Regions from separate parts of the Lactuca sativa genome. Here region 2 is linked to region 1. The links are chromatin contacts, called in public Hi-C maps. All regions are on one chromosome and are shown on one strand. Each heading gives the region's core, a stretch centred on a gene start, on an enhancer-like site or on the middle of the called end of the contact. The rest is flanking DNA. Distances are from core to core; before and after follow the strand shown.

Region 1 (7,685 bases), core at 3,251-5,750:
GCAACTTTGTTCTAAACATTGAAAAGCATTTCAATTAACATAATTATCAGAGTCCAATCCCAAAGATCACATATTGTAGAAAACACGGGTGTATGCGTTGCGATCGTCTTGGGCTCTTTCATTTAAAAACTGGAGTACCTGAAACATAAATTGAAAACCGTAAGCACAAAGCCTAGTGAGTTCCCCAAATACCACATACCATACATATCCAACGATCCATACGTGTCATACATAACCATGAGCATTACATATCATTCATATATCATAATCAATAAGAGTGTTATGTGCCAACCATAGTCTTGCCATTATGCCCCGAGCCACCTCATGGTCTTTCTTGCCAGGCCAGGGGCCAAAACCCTGGGTCTTACAGACAAGTGCCAAGAGCCACCTCTTGGTATTCCATGCAAACATCACAAAAGACAACTAGCATACAAACTATACTACTTAACTAATTACTTACCGGAGTTCAGACTCTTGTCTTGCATACAGTGTGCCAGGAGCCGCAGCCTGGTCTTTCATACATAATGCCAAGGGCTAACCCCTTGGTCTTCCTACAATACATAAACCAAATGGGCCGGCATTGGTGCCTTCGACCCATACAACAGTGAGGAGACTCACCTCGAATGTTGAAGCTCACTACAAGAAATCCTTAGTTGCTACCCTTACAACTTCTCGAGCTAACAATACCAAAATATCACCCAATTAGCAATTGGGTTCCAAACCATGATCCATAATCCATACTTGGGGTAAAATAACCATTTTACCCCTGGCCCAACAAGATTCATAACTAAGGCCCAAGCCTAAATCCAACAAGATCCAAAACCATAAAATCCATAAAAGCCCACTAATGGCCCAATTTTCCAAATTGGGCCAAATCCCATATGGGCCTTATCCTAGGCCCATATTTCCTTGAATACAATTCAGATTATCATAAACACCCCTTGGGACAAACTAGGTCAAAGAGATAAGTCAAAAGTCAAAGTCAACGGTCCAGGTTGACCCACCTTGCGGAGTTGCCCTTCAACTCGTCGAGTTCCCTTCATCAGACTACAAAAATCGAGAAGAACCGATCCAACTCGTCGAGTTCACCTAAAAACTCGCCGAGTTCATTAGGTTCCAAACATCTTAACCCATTAAGTCGACTTAATCAAAACTAACAGCTTTTCCACTCAGATCTTAACTGAAATAGCGTCTAGAGGGACAAAGTTTCCAAATTTACCCCTAGGGACCAACCTAGTGGGCTCAAAACCCAAATCATAGGCTTAAAAGGTTAAGGGCTCAATTAATAATCACTTAACCACCAAGACAAAGCCCCAAATTATAGATATGGTCTTTCAAGACTGCATGGTCACATAAAGCTTCCGACTTTACACTCATGCATGGTTAGGAAAGGCTTAAAAGCTCATAAGAGACTAAAAGAATAGCTTAATAGATGCATGAAGCCCTTAAGATCATAAAGTTGGCACCTTTATGCCAAAATAACTCATGAAGATCATAGATCTGAAAGAACAAACACATGGGACTTCTACTTCCCCAACAAACACCCATCCATGGTTAAAAGCTTGAAATTTATCCAAATAAGAGATCTAATCAAATATTAAGCGAGGTTAGAACTTTATACCCAAAATATGTTGGAAATGGAGCAGAGAACCAAGATTTATGAGCTCCTTCTTCAACCACCACCTTGCACCAAGCTCCTCCTCCTTGACTGAGCTTCGAACACACACCAAAATACACACAATGGACTCACAACACCCTTGGAGGCTCTAGGGTTTCGAGATTAAGGTTAGGGGCTATGGAGGCTGGGAATGAGGCCAACACCTGGAACTTAAGGTGTTTAAATATGGTGCAAAATCCCGAAATTAAGGTTTCCTAAACAACGCCCAACTCGTCGAGTTGGCTCCCCCAACTCGCCGAGTTGTCTCATTAACCTCGCGACCAAAACAACCTCTACTCGCTAAGTTGAGGCTCCCCAACTCGTCGAGTAGACCCATTAAATCCTCGTGATTCTTCATCTTTAACTCGCCGAGTTGGCTCCTCCAACTCGTCGAGTTTGACTTGAAATTGGCATAATTCCACAATGAACTTTCTAGATTCCGGGCGTTACATCTTTTTACATGGAGTTATCTAAACTCCAAGTAATCAAGACATAAGAGAACCACTAAGCTCAAAATCCTAGATATATCATGTAAAATCCTTAGAGGTAAGAACTTGATGACTTACGAAGCATAAGGAGATGATAAGAATGTTTATACTCTCTTGATATAGCTTTTGGTGCACATAATCTTCTTGTTTCTTCTTCTTGGTTCACCAAAGTGCACCAACAATACCAAAATGGGATGAGAGAGGCCGGGGTTTCATAGGTTAATGTCTGTGGAGGTTAGTAGCTGCAAATGAGAGAAATCCTCCGAGTTAGAGTCTTTAAATCAGGCTCAAGACCCGAAATTAGGGTTTGGTCCTTTTTGCGACTTCACGACGCGACCTACACTTAGTCACGTTGCGACTTATGACGTGACACACACCACATATATCCAAGCCTGTGTCACGGACTGGGTTTTCCCAAAAACCATCTTTCTTAAATTTCCTGCAAGTATCAAATAACACATTCGAAAAATAGGCGTTACACCTAACGTGTAACCGAGTACTGTCTTTGTGAACTTCAAACAATTATATTTAACTTTCAGTTAATTCGAACATAATATTTATCATTTCAACCCGCTCGTTAAGTGTTGCACTAGCCTTATGTGCTTTTGGATTCTTTGCATTAAGTTGAGAATTTTTGTGTATATTCATACATTTAAATCATATACATATGCATATTATAAAACTACAACTTTCTACACTCCTCAGCTTATGAAGGCAATAATGGGATTCTTAATTCTAACAATTGCTCTTGGATACCATGAAAACATGAATGAATTCTATCAACAATACCTTATTTTATAACATCATCACGTATCACTTCATATTTTATTGGCGAATATGACTTAACAGTGAATGTTGAAGACTGAGATAAAAAATACACTCTGTACATGTTTGACACGAAGTGTTAGAAGCTTCTAGCGTTTGATAAAATTGTTCGTTTTAAACAAAAAACATCATTTGACACAATAAACTTTAGTTTTGTCGAACATGTCTTTTAACGAGTCACATTTCCTCTAATCAAATATGAAAATTTTAAAGATATCATATGCAAAAGTGTCAGATTGATTTGATAAAACCCATGTTAAGAGAAAATACATTTTTCTCATAATTGTATCAAATAATATAACGATGTCAGCACATACCGTTCCAAATAGATATAGTCGTTTTGTGTCATTTTTTTCAAAAAGAATTATACACAAAATCAAACATAAAAAATTTGTAAATGAAATTTTGTAACCCGAAAATACGGGCCCACAAGTTCACAACATACACATTTTCGAATAATAATATTTTATTATAAAAAAGGTTTTTACATAACATTGCAAACATTGGGCCTATTTTTGGTGTGATACCTAATTTTTGATTAAATCGTAGCCTAATTTTTTCCCTTCAAATAATATTCCTTAAAATATCTCTATAATGGTGTTTTCCAAGAATTGGTGAATGTTATCTTTGCTTTTTAGATGATACTTGCAGTTAACACAGATGGGAGAGATAAACATGCCATTACTCTACACCTAGGGTTTTCAAGAAAAAAAAAGAGAGGGATGCCTCGACAGTTGACATGGGGACTCGATTTCATGAGTGATGATGGAATATGGAAAGCTGCAACGACGGTGGCTGACGGCGGAATGTTGAAATGTTCCCCGAGAAGGCACGGGATGATGTGGTAAACACGGTGGTCGGAAGGAATGGATCCGCGAGGGAGGAAAATTCTTTAACTAAAAGCCTTCGAAGAAACCCCAAATACCATTTTAATCATTCATTTTCATAACTAAATGCTCTGTTTTTCCTAACGAGTTTTGTTTCTATGCTGTCAACCAAAAACATATTTTAAATATTTTCAAATTACAACTATGTTAATATATTCAAATTTTTGTACAGCATTTTAAGTTTTTGAAACTTGTAATTTTTTATGTTCTTTCATATCAACATCTAAACAAAAAATGAAACTCAACTTTTTATATAAAATAAGTTAGAATACGAGTGATTTATTATCAAGATAGGAGGTAGGATATGATCTCACAAAACAAACAATGCATTTAATTGTTGTATCTATCGACATCGAAGGTCACATGGGAGCTATAAAATGTTTACAGGTTAAAAGGATGGTTTTCTTCTTCTCCAAATAAAGTGTTTACTGTTGCTTCTGCTACTCTTTTATCACTCATTTACTCACATCAATCGTCTCTCAGAAAGCCTGGTCATTATCAAACCCAAACAAAGATCATTCATTTACCCCCTTCAACCCCCTACCCATCCACCCACCCCCACCCCACCCTACCCACCCCCACCCCACTCCACAAGTGAGTGATGAGTCTGCAAAAGGCACAGAGGCCTCTCTCTTTCTTTCTCTCTCCTTCTGCAAACACCTTAGAAAAACCAAACCTTTGATAGAGACTAATGATAGGACTAAATTGTATATAACCCCACTCTTCTTTCTCTCCATGTATATATAAATGGAAAATCTTTTGCTCTACTTCAAGAAAAATGTTAGTTTTGTATAATTTATTTTATAAATCTATATATATAATTTTGTTTTTTACAGATTGACCCACATGTAGGGTGAAGAACTGGAAATAGTCTTTATTCTGAAATTGATAATAGTTCAAAAAATTTATTATTAAAAAATTAAAACTTGATGCATTTCAGAAATGGGTCTCCTTTCATCTCTTATCCTGAAAAAGCTGTCAGCCGGAGAGAGAGAGAGAGTAAAAGTTAAGAAGAGGAGGGGAAAACAATAGCTGTAAAATTGTGCAGGGTTTTATAACACAGTTGCAGCTATAGCCTTTGGCACTATACTCTGTAGTCTGTAGTGTGTACTATTTCATTTCTTGACTTTATCTTCTCCATAATTCCTCCCTTCCCCCACTCTTTGATACCATGAATCATGCATAGAATAGATCCTACATGATTACACTGCAATCGAGGAGAAGAAAGATACTCAAATGTCCTGCTTACAAATCATGTGACAAGTTTTTATTCAACAATCTGTCTCACTGAATGTTGGTCGAGTTCGCCGGAGATTTACAGGGGTGACACCGCGCACGGCGGAGGTTGGTTTCATGGAGTTTTTCAGAATGATGGGGTTTCTGTCGTTTCTTCTGTTTTCTTCAAGCTTCTTCCTCGTCGTTAACTCCGATGACGGTATGTCGTTTCGGGTTCATGTTCTTGATTTTAAACTATATTTAACTATGGATTTAGAAACCCGTTTTAAAATTTGTTTTCATTATAATATAATATTCCATTTGACTTATGTTGTAATACATTTTTATTAATTTAATCTTGAAGGGGGGACATTGGTGGAGATAAAAAAGTCATTTAGAGATGTGAATAATGTGCTTTATGACTGGACTGATTCAGCACCTTCTTCAGACTACTGTATGTGGCGAGGTGTTTCTTGTGATAATGTCACCTTCAATGTCGTTGCGCTGTGAGTATTATCGTTATCCCATCCAACTTATTTAATTTTTCCATTTTTTCAAGAAAAAGCTTATGCCTTTTAGGTCAAAATTTTGACTTTTTTTTTTTTTTTTTTCGAAATGCTTTCAGTAATCTTTCAGGTTTGAATCTTGATGGTGAATTGTCACCAAGTATTGGAGACCTCAAAGGTTTACTCTCCATGTAATGTTTCTTCCCTTTCAAATTTTCAATCTTTCATCCCCCTTTGACTTAATGAATTTACTCTTTTTTTTTTTGTTAAAAATGGTATTTTTAACTGTTTTGATATCGTATTTGAACAGCGATCTTCGTGGAAATCGATTATCTGGCCAAATCCCAGATGAGATTGGTGATTGTAGTAGCCTTAAGAACTTGTAAGTTTGTGACTTTTCTTTATAATGTGATACTTTATCTTTTGATTAAACTCTAAGTAAACTGTTTTTTAACCAGGGATTTATCGTTCAATATGCTAACTGGAGACATACCATTTTCGATATCTAAGTTAAAGCAGCTTGAACTCTTGTAAGTTTAGCTCGTAAATTCCAAGAAATTTATTTGCTTTTGTTTGTAAGTTGTTCGTTTCATTTGATAACGCCATCATTCCCATTTGGTATTACAGAATCTTGAAAAACAATCAATTAATCGGACCAATCCCATCAACTTTATCACAGATTCCAAATTTGAAGATTTTGTAAGAATCTTTCCTTCATTTCTTTTCATCTTAGTTAAATAAAATAAAAAAAAAAACATATTTTATATTGATGAAATCGATGTTTAATATAGGGATCTGGCACAAAATCAGCTGAATGGGGAAATCCCAAGGCTTATATACTGGAATGAAGTTTTACAGTATTTGTAAGTTTCCAAGACTTAATATATACTATTATCTATAGAATCTTGTTTAATATATTTTGACCAAATTCTATTATTCCGTTGACTCAGAGGATTGAGAAGCAACAATTTGGTCGGAGATCTCTCTCCAGATATCTGTCAACTAACCGGCCTGTGGTATTTGTAAGTTGATTTCTTTCTTTCTTTTAATTTTCATACTTCTTTTATTTATTTATTATTTAACTTATTTATATATCATATACACAGCGATGTGAGGAACAATAGTTTAACTGGCACAATTCCTTCAAATATTGGCAACTGTACTGGCTTCCAAGTATTGTATGTATCATCTCCCTTGACCCCATTAAATTTACTCCAATATCCACCATTTTTTTATTTTGATTAATTTTTTTATTAATTTTTAGGGATTTGTCATACAATCAATTGACGGGAGAGATTCCATTTAACATTGGTTTCCTTCAAGTTGCCACATTGTGAGTCTATTGCTTTAACTCTGTATTCCTGTTAAATGTATGAAATAACAACATACTTTTAATAGTAGAATGTTGTAATAGAAAGAAATGAAAGTACATTGGTATTTCATGTATTTTACCATATATTAATCCTACAATCTTTGCATGTCAGATCACTACAAGGAAACCAACTATCGGGGAAAATCCCGTCTGTGATTGGACTCATGCAGGCTCTTGCGGTTTTGTAAGCAATATTATTTTACTTTTTTTTTTTTTTTCTGGCATTTCAATTCCAAAATTTATACTAATTTAAATTATTTCTTAATTGATTGATGTCACAGGGATTTAAGTTGCAATAATTTGAGCGGACAAATTCCTCCAATCCTTGGAAATTTGACTTATACCGAGAAATTGTAAGAATTGAAATAAGAATTATTTTACATATTTAACTATTTATGTTTTTTATTTTTATTTTTTGTAGGTATCTCCACAACAACAAGTTGACTGGATCCATTCCTCCAGAGCTCGGGAACATGTCAAAGTTACATTACTTGTACGAAATATACAAATCTCTTCCCCTTTGACTTTTTCACTTGTGCATTGTAGTTCAAACAACAAAAAGATTTTAAATAATGCGAAAGACTAATTTGACCTTTGTGATACAGGGAACTGAATGATAATCAGCTAACTGGTCATATTCCTCCAGAACTTGGAAAGCTCACCGACTTATTTGACCTGTAATAAACTTTGCAACTCAACTTAACTCTTAATTCTTAATTATGGTTTTGGTTTTTG
Region 2 (7,685 bases), core at 1,368-3,867, 170 kb before region 1:
GAGTAAGAGCGACTTGGACCCGAGAGTTTAATGACCTACTCGACGAGTCGGCGGCCAGACTCAACGAGTAGGCCCTGACTAGACAAAATCCTAATTTAAGGGATTGCACCCTATTTAATCATCTCATTCAGCCTCCCTTCGTCCCTATTGCTCTCAATAACTCTCCATATCAAACCCTAATCATTTGTGTAAAAATCTAAGGCCTTTGTGGTGGTTTTGGTGATTTTGGAACATAAGAAGGAAAAGAAAGGCTTGAGGAATCAAGAGGAGGCCAGAGGAGTTCGATTTTGTGCACCCTCTGCAGTTCTTTAGAGGTATAAAGTTGATACCTTGCTCTTTCATGGTTTAGATCCCTTTTGGGGGTGATTTAGGGCTTTTAGGAGCCATTCTTGGTGACCAATCATGAGTGCAACATGATTGGGGGCTCAAACTTCAGATCCAAGGTCTTTGAGGGGTTACAAGCCAGAAAGGGACTGATTTTGGAGCCTTAGAGAGCCCCATGCATCGTAAGAGTCTCATTTAGGGCCATTTAAGCTCATAATCCCATGCATGCACGTAAAGTTTGTAACTTTACGTGCTAGATCGATCTTAGAAGCCTAGATCTATCTTTTGGTCATGTGTTGTACATCAGAAATCGAGAAATGAGACTTGGTCATTCTCAACTCGACGAGTCCTGGCTTGACTTCCTTTTCTGTTGTGGTTCGAAGGAACCCAGTGAGTGTTAGAGTGGTCTTAGAGGGGTCCGGGGGAGTGACCCAACACATTAGACTTAGCCATAGACCTGGAAATCATAGAACTCGACTAGTTGTTCATACAACTCAGCGAGTCAAGGGCATACTTGATCATAGGATGGGGATGAACTCAACGAGTTGTTCATACAACTCAGCGAGTTGGATGAAGGTTCATTCGAGGATGTTTTAGAAGGAGAACTCGTCGAGTCGTTCATAAACTCGACAAACAGGAGTTCGAAGAAGGACATATGAAAGGATAGGGACTCAACGAGTTGGCGGCCCAACTCGACGAGTCAGGTCAACTGGAAGTTGACTTTGACTTTGACTTGGTCAGGGGTAAAATAGTCATTTTACCCTAAGAGTATTTATCAGTGTCTGATTAAGTGTTTTATGGGTTTATAGCCGGAGGATCACCGGAGCAGCAGTCAGACATCTGCCAATCAACTTTCCAGCAGTCAACCTTACGAGGTGAGTTACCTTCCAGTAGAAGTGGGTCTAAGGTACCAATATCGACCCACCAGTAGGAGTCGTATGTTAGATGATTGTCTTTGTGATATTCATCTAGGTTTGCTACTACCTAATATGTTATTTGATAGTATGATATAATGTTATATGCTAGTAGCAGTAGGGGAGATAGTCCCCAAGATTTCCAGTCGATAGGGCCGAATGGGGTAGTCATACCCAATCATGCTAGATAGAATATGATTATGTGTTACATGTTATGTGGTATTAGTAGATGGGTGAAATAGTCCCTAGTATCTGGTCGAGAGGACCGAAGGGGAGGCCAACACCCAGGTATGCTAGGCAGTATCTGGTTGAGATGACCGAAGGGGAGGCCATCACCCAGGTATGCTAGGCAGTATCCGGTCGAGAGGACCGAAGGGGTAGGTCGGGCACCCAGATATACCTAACAGTATGTCTATGTTATGTGATTGTATGGTATGCGCTACGATGCAGGAACTCACTAAGCTCCGTGCTTACAATTTTCAGTTTTGTTTCAGGTACCTCTTCAACGGAGGGGAAAAAGCTGGTGCGGTAGCTGCACATCATACACACACGTTGGATTTCCGCATTATGAGATTCTTGGGATTGTACTTTAACATTGTTATATTTATGGTTTGGTTTCAGACATGATATATTAGTTTTATGAAATGATATGTCTTCACTATGTTTTCTTATGGAAGTTTTATAAATCAATTAATTAAAAATGAATTTTTTGGACTCGAAATTTGGGATGTTACATACATGTTCAACTAGTGAAAAACTTTGATTCAAAACAATTAGGGTTGGATGAACACATAGGTTGTAGTTATGCCCATAACCCTTCAATATGTTACAAAACTTTTTGTACAATTCAATTATACATAAATAATTTATTAATACATGTCAAAAGTTTGAAGACTTGAATTAAGAAAAATAATTAAGAAATTCAATTTGAAGCAAAATAAAGATTATAAAATAGTAAATTCATATGCATAAATTAATTTATATTTTCTTAAACTAAACACCAATATTAATTAATTTACATTAATAGTATAAACAAACAATATAAACATAAATGTTTTATATAAAAGTTGTAATTTTTTATTACATAATAACTAATAAAAAATATAATAATTATTTCTATGTAAGAAACTATTTGCCTAAAAATTATTTATCACCGCGCCTGTGCGCGGGCACATATCTAGTAATATTTAAATAAGTTTAATTAAAGTTAATAAAATTTATAATTTTTTAAATGGCTATTTGTTCTAAACCACATAGAAATAAAACCCACAAAATATAAACATAATATAGATAAATATTTTAATTGTGACCGAGGATAAGATGGATATTTTGGACAAGTTCTTTCCATTTCTATATATAAATGTAAGTAAATAAATATTCGCGAGTATTCGCTTTTGGATTCCATCAGTCTTCTCAGCGACATACCCGAAAGCCCGAAATCAACGTAGAAAGTAACGAAGTTCTCACTTTCTCTCTCGCACAGAGAAAGCGAGGGGGATTCAACCTTTTCATTTCTATTTCTGGCCGCCGATCGACCGTCAACGACGAGGAGCAACTACCGGAGGAAGATCCGATCTGATCTGATCCGATCTGATCTCACCTGGAAATTTCTCCCTTTTTACATATGTTTGAATACATTTCTCCATTTATGTTGCAAATTCAATTCTCCCGATGGAATGAGTGAAGCGTGTCAAAAAATTTGATTTTGGTTTGTGTAATGCAATTTCTGTGCGTCTTTTAGGTTTAGGTTAATTCTGCAAGAAATTTGGATTATCCTAGAAAAACGTGTAATACCTTAACCTAGGGTTTATAAATTCAAGCTGCAAATTTGGGGTTTCTTCGGTTGTGCATGAAGATTTGGTGTTGTTTATGCTTCGGCGAAGAAGAAGAAGAATATAAGAAGCGAGAGACGATGGGGGAAAGGAAGGGCATTTTGGGAAATCTTGATTTTGATGAGGGTAAGTCTGAAGAAATAAGACACGACGAGGAATTAGGGTCTGGTAAACCAAGGGATGAAGATGACGGAGGAAAGTTTCGATTGCAGCCTGGGGAGGGCACTTCTAGAGGTAGTAACGTGGATGTCAATTTGAATTTGAGCTTGGGAGGAGACCCTTCGTCTTCATCAGCTGCTGCAGTGCTTGAAAGAGATGGTCTTGATCGTGATAGTCACAGTAAACGTCCCAAAGTTCATTCTCTTGCACTGTGAGACCATCTTTCTTTTTCTTCATTAAGAAATATTTGTTTTTAGTTGATCAATTAACTACTCAATCACCATTTGGTACTGGTAGTAGGTTTTCTGATTCTTCTATTAAATCTCGTGACTGTCTTTTGCTTTAGTGGGATGAAGATAAGTCATATGCGTAAATGCCTTTTTCAGATATTTACTTCAGTTAGTGGATGAAGCACTGAAAATATATGAAAGAATAAACAAAATGCCATTTCTGATGGTCAAGTCAAGATCTTTTTTGTCAATTGAAAAGCTTATTCTTCTATCCTACTGCAGGGTTTGGTTTTGGCTGGTTTGAGTGGCAATTATTTTTTCAAATTTGCAAAGCTTAATTTGACAAATTTCCAAACCAAACAGACCAAATTGTTTTTGTTCTGTCAAGTCAGCGTTTTGGGCCTATTTGAATTTTCTTTTTACAATTTTCACGAAAAGAAAATCACATTCAAAAAATACACATTTAACCTTACTACACATGTAAACCTTAGGGACCCGATGATATTTAATAAATCATGGGGTCTTTTTTTTTTTTTTTCAGGGATTGTGATAGCTTTCTTCTATCTATGCCTTTTCAAGAAAACATGAGTGATGAATATGAGAGAATGCATAATAGCTTAGGTAACTACCTTTGTTCAGCATCTGAAGACGAAGGAAGTCCTTTAATGTCTAATATTTGGAGAATGGAGGAAGATGAAAATGTACAAGAGGAGATGGATGATCGAGAAATTCGAATGGATCTTACTGATGACCTGTTGCATATGGTATTTATTCTTCTTTCTTCACCTCTACTTTTTTGTTTTGTTTTTCTTTCTACTATATGTTGATGGCTGTTGTCCTGGCTTGTTAGGTCTTTTCTTTCTTGGGCCACATTGATCTCTGTAGAGCAGCTGAGGTCTGTAGGCAGTGGCGCATGGCTAGTGCACATGAAGATTTCTGGAGAATCTTGAACTTTGAAAACCGAAATATATCTCCACTACAATGTAAGATGACCTTTTTTTTTTCTTCTATAATTTCCATATCCAAATTCCTACTAAACTTTGCTTCTTGACTTCTTTCAGTTGAAGATATGTGTCATCGATATCCAAATGCTACTCAAGTAAACATTAACGGGTCTCCTGCTATACATACACTTGTCATGCAAGCAATCTCTTCCTTAAGGTGATGATTTTTTATTGCTCAAGAACATATCCAATACCTTCATGAATTGTAACATTAACCGGTTATGCATTCGACTGTTTTCAGGAATCTTGAATTCTTAACTTTGGGAAAAGGACAGTTAGGGGAGACATTTTTTCAAGCTTTAACCGATTGCACTATGCTAAAGAGTTTGATTGTGACTGATGCTATTCTTGGAAATGGCATTCAGGAGATACCCATATACCATGACACTTTGCGACACATTCAAATTGTTAAATGCCGCGTGGTCCGTATTTCTGTCAGGTATTATTATAATATACTCTTATAGCTTGTATTAATAAGTATTTTATATGGCTTCATGATATAATTTTGCTAAGAATGGGTAAAAATGTGTCATTTACAGGTGTCCCCAACTTTTGACATTGTCATTGAAGAGAAGCAGCATGGCACATGCTGTACTAAACTGTCCTCTTCTTAATGATCTTGATATAGCATCTTGTCATAAGCTTCTAGATGCTGCAATTCGGTCAGCAGTAACATCGTGTCCTCTTGTGGAATCCTTGGACATGTCGAACTGTTCTTGTGTTAGTGATGAGACACTTCGTGAGATTTCATTAACTTGTGCCAATCTCCATATCCTGAATGCATCATACTGCCCAAACATCTCCCTTGAGGTAATTTCTGTTGATTATTGGTGTTATCCCATCAATTTGTTAACAAAGTTGGAATCTTTACACTAGTTTCATGAATTCAAATCATAAATAATCATGTTTTTTTTTCTTCCTAATATGCCCTTTCTTGGTTTCTTGAAGTCTGTAAGGTTGCCAATGCTGACTGTTCTCAAGCTTCATAGCTGTGAAGGCATAACTTCTGCTTCTATGGCTGCTATTTCTCATAGTTATATGTTAGAGGTAATCACCTGTTTTTATCTTTTCTCATAATTTCTGCAACTTCAATAAATCCTTTAATTTAATGTATCCCCACAGGTTTTGGAGCTTGATAATTGCAGTTTATTGACATCAGTCTTCTTGGATCTTCCTCGTTTGCAAAATATCAGACTTGTACATTGTCGCAAGTATAATTCTCCATTCCAAACTATAATCCCTCATTAAAAAAAAAAACTCTTTTGGAATCATTAAATTGATTGCTATTTTTGGGTGCAGATTTGTGGACTTACGTTTAAGAAGTGCTGTATTATCATCCATCAAAGTCTCGAATTGCCCTTCACTGCAGCGAATCAACATCGTATCAAACTCACTACAAGTATATGATTTAGTCTTTTGGATTTATAGTTTTTATATAATGTTATTGTAGTTGCTTTAATTTTTGTTATTTGTATGCAGAAACTAGTCTTACAAAAACAAGAAAGCTTGACTTCCTTAGAGCTGCAATGTCAACGTCTACAAGAAGTTGACCTCACAGACTGTGAATCTTTGACCAATTCAATCTGTGAAGTTTTTAGCGATGGCAGTGGATGCCCCATGCTCAAATCCTTAATCCTTGATAACTGCGAGGTTCATATTTTATAAACATATGAGGTCTTTTACTTTTTTTTTTAACTACCAGTTTGAGATTTTCAAATGTTTATATAATTTAAAAAATTGTTTCAGAGCTTGACAGAGGTGGAATTCTGTAGCAATTCTTTAACAAGTCTCTCACTTGCTGGATGTCGTGCCATTACTTCACTTGAGCTAACTTGTCCTTATCTAGAACAAGTCTCTTTAGACGGATGTGATCATCTTGAAAGAGCCACCTTCAGTCCAGTAAGTAAACCAACCAATAACTTCTCTTATCTATTAAATTTTATAGTAATTTATAATTTCTTTTTTCTTTGGTAGGTTGGCCTTCGGTCTCTCAATCTGGGAATATGTCCAAAACTAAACTCCCTGAAAATCGAAGCACCAACAATGGTGTTACTGGAACTCAAAGGATGCGGTGTCTTATCAGAAGCTTTAATAAACTGCCCTTTATTAACTTCTCTCGATGCCTCCTTTTGCAGGTCATTTAAATAATCAAATGTACTTTATTCTTCACCTTATTAATTAAATATACTAAATTTTTATTTTTAAAAAAAATTCAGCCAACTGAAAGACGACTGTTTATCCGCAACCGCTGCTTCATGTCCTCTGATCGACTCACTAATCTTAATGTCATGCCCATCCGTGGGCCCCGATGGCCTCCTATCTCTTCGTTGGCTTCCAAATTTGACCTCACTCGATCTCTCCTACACCTTTTTAACAAACTTACAGCCTGTATTCGATTCATGTCTGCAGTTAAAGGTGAGTTTAATACAGTACTTTTTATATTTGTATTGTGAATTTATGATGATATGTAATTTAAGTTGTTGTATAAAAAGGTTTTGAAGCTGCAAGCGTGCAAGTATCTGACTGACACGTCACTGGAGCCGCTTTACAAAGATGGGGCCCTTCCTACTTTGCGTGAACTGGACTTGTCATATGGAAGCTTGTGTCAGGCTTCCATTGAAGAGCTTCTTGCTTGTTGTACTCATTTGACTCATGTCAGTTTAAACGGGTGTGTCAATATGCATGACTTGAATTGGAGTTTTAGTACTTCTCAAGATGAACAACAGCAGCCTGAACGTTTGCTACAAAATCTTAACTGTGTTGGGTGTCCGAATGTTAAGAAAGTCTTGATCCCTTCAGTTGCACGTTTTACTCATTTGTCATCTTTGAACATTTCACTCTCTGCAAACTTGAAGGAAGTTGATGTCGCGTGTTGTAATCTATGCTTCCTCAATTTAAGGTATGCCTTTCTACTTTCTCTTGTTAATAATTTATTATTGTATAATAAAATGCTCATAACTTAAAATAAAGTTTATATTTATTGCCACCTCAGCAATTGCAGCTCGTTGGAAATCTTGAAGCTCGACTGTCCGAGGTTAACTAGCCTCTTTCTCCAGGTATCAATCAAATGTTCATATTTCTATTTAGATTTCTGATATATTTTTTTTTTAATTTAACCTTTTTTTTTTCTCTCTTTCAACCAGTCTTGCAATATTAGTGAAGAAGCGGTTGAATCTGCTATATCACACTGTAACATGCTGGAGACTCTGGATGTCCGCTTTT

What was found. A called contact is a pair of places that touch in the nucleus more often than the background predicts.
Region 2: a Hi-C map of leaf shows a contact between it and region 1, with 3 times the contacts expected there. The contact joins the promoter of LOC111893206 here to the promoter of LOC111893200 in region 1. A contact is called at or near these places in 2 of 4 Hi-C or Micro-C datasets (both in leaf).

Annotation. Positions count from the first base shown.
Region 1 is chr8:109,852,292-109,859,976 of Lsat_Salinas_v11, reverse strand. LOC111893200 (LRR receptor-like serine/threonine-protein kinase ERECTA) reads left to right here and starts at 4,500. Exons shown (of 27, transcript XM_023889268.3): 1 at 4,500-4,637; 2 at 4,798-5,292; 3 at 5,437-5,578; 4 at 5,698-5,769; 5 at 5,889-5,960; 6 at 6,037-6,108; 7 at 6,206-6,277; 8 at 6,370-6,441; 9 at 6,529-6,600; 10 at 6,685-6,756; 11 at 6,843-6,911; 12 at 7,063-7,134; 13 at 7,232-7,303; 14 at 7,372-7,443; 1 more. The coding sequence starts at 5,211.
Region 2 is chr8:110,018,970-110,026,654 of Lsat_Salinas_v11, reverse strand. It overlaps LOC111893206 (F-box/LRR-repeat protein 15), which reads left to right and starts at 2,617. Exons shown (of 17, transcript XM_023889276.2): 1 at 2,617-3,440; 2 at 4,001-4,223; 3 at 4,310-4,442; 4 at 4,521-4,620; 5 at 4,705-4,902; 6 at 5,003-5,273; 7 at 5,412-5,510; 8 at 5,586-5,674; 9 at 5,763-5,862; 10 at 5,943-6,113; 11 at 6,210-6,362; 12 at 6,438-6,598; 13 at 6,680-6,878; 14 at 6,956-7,362; 2 more. The coding sequence starts at 3,088.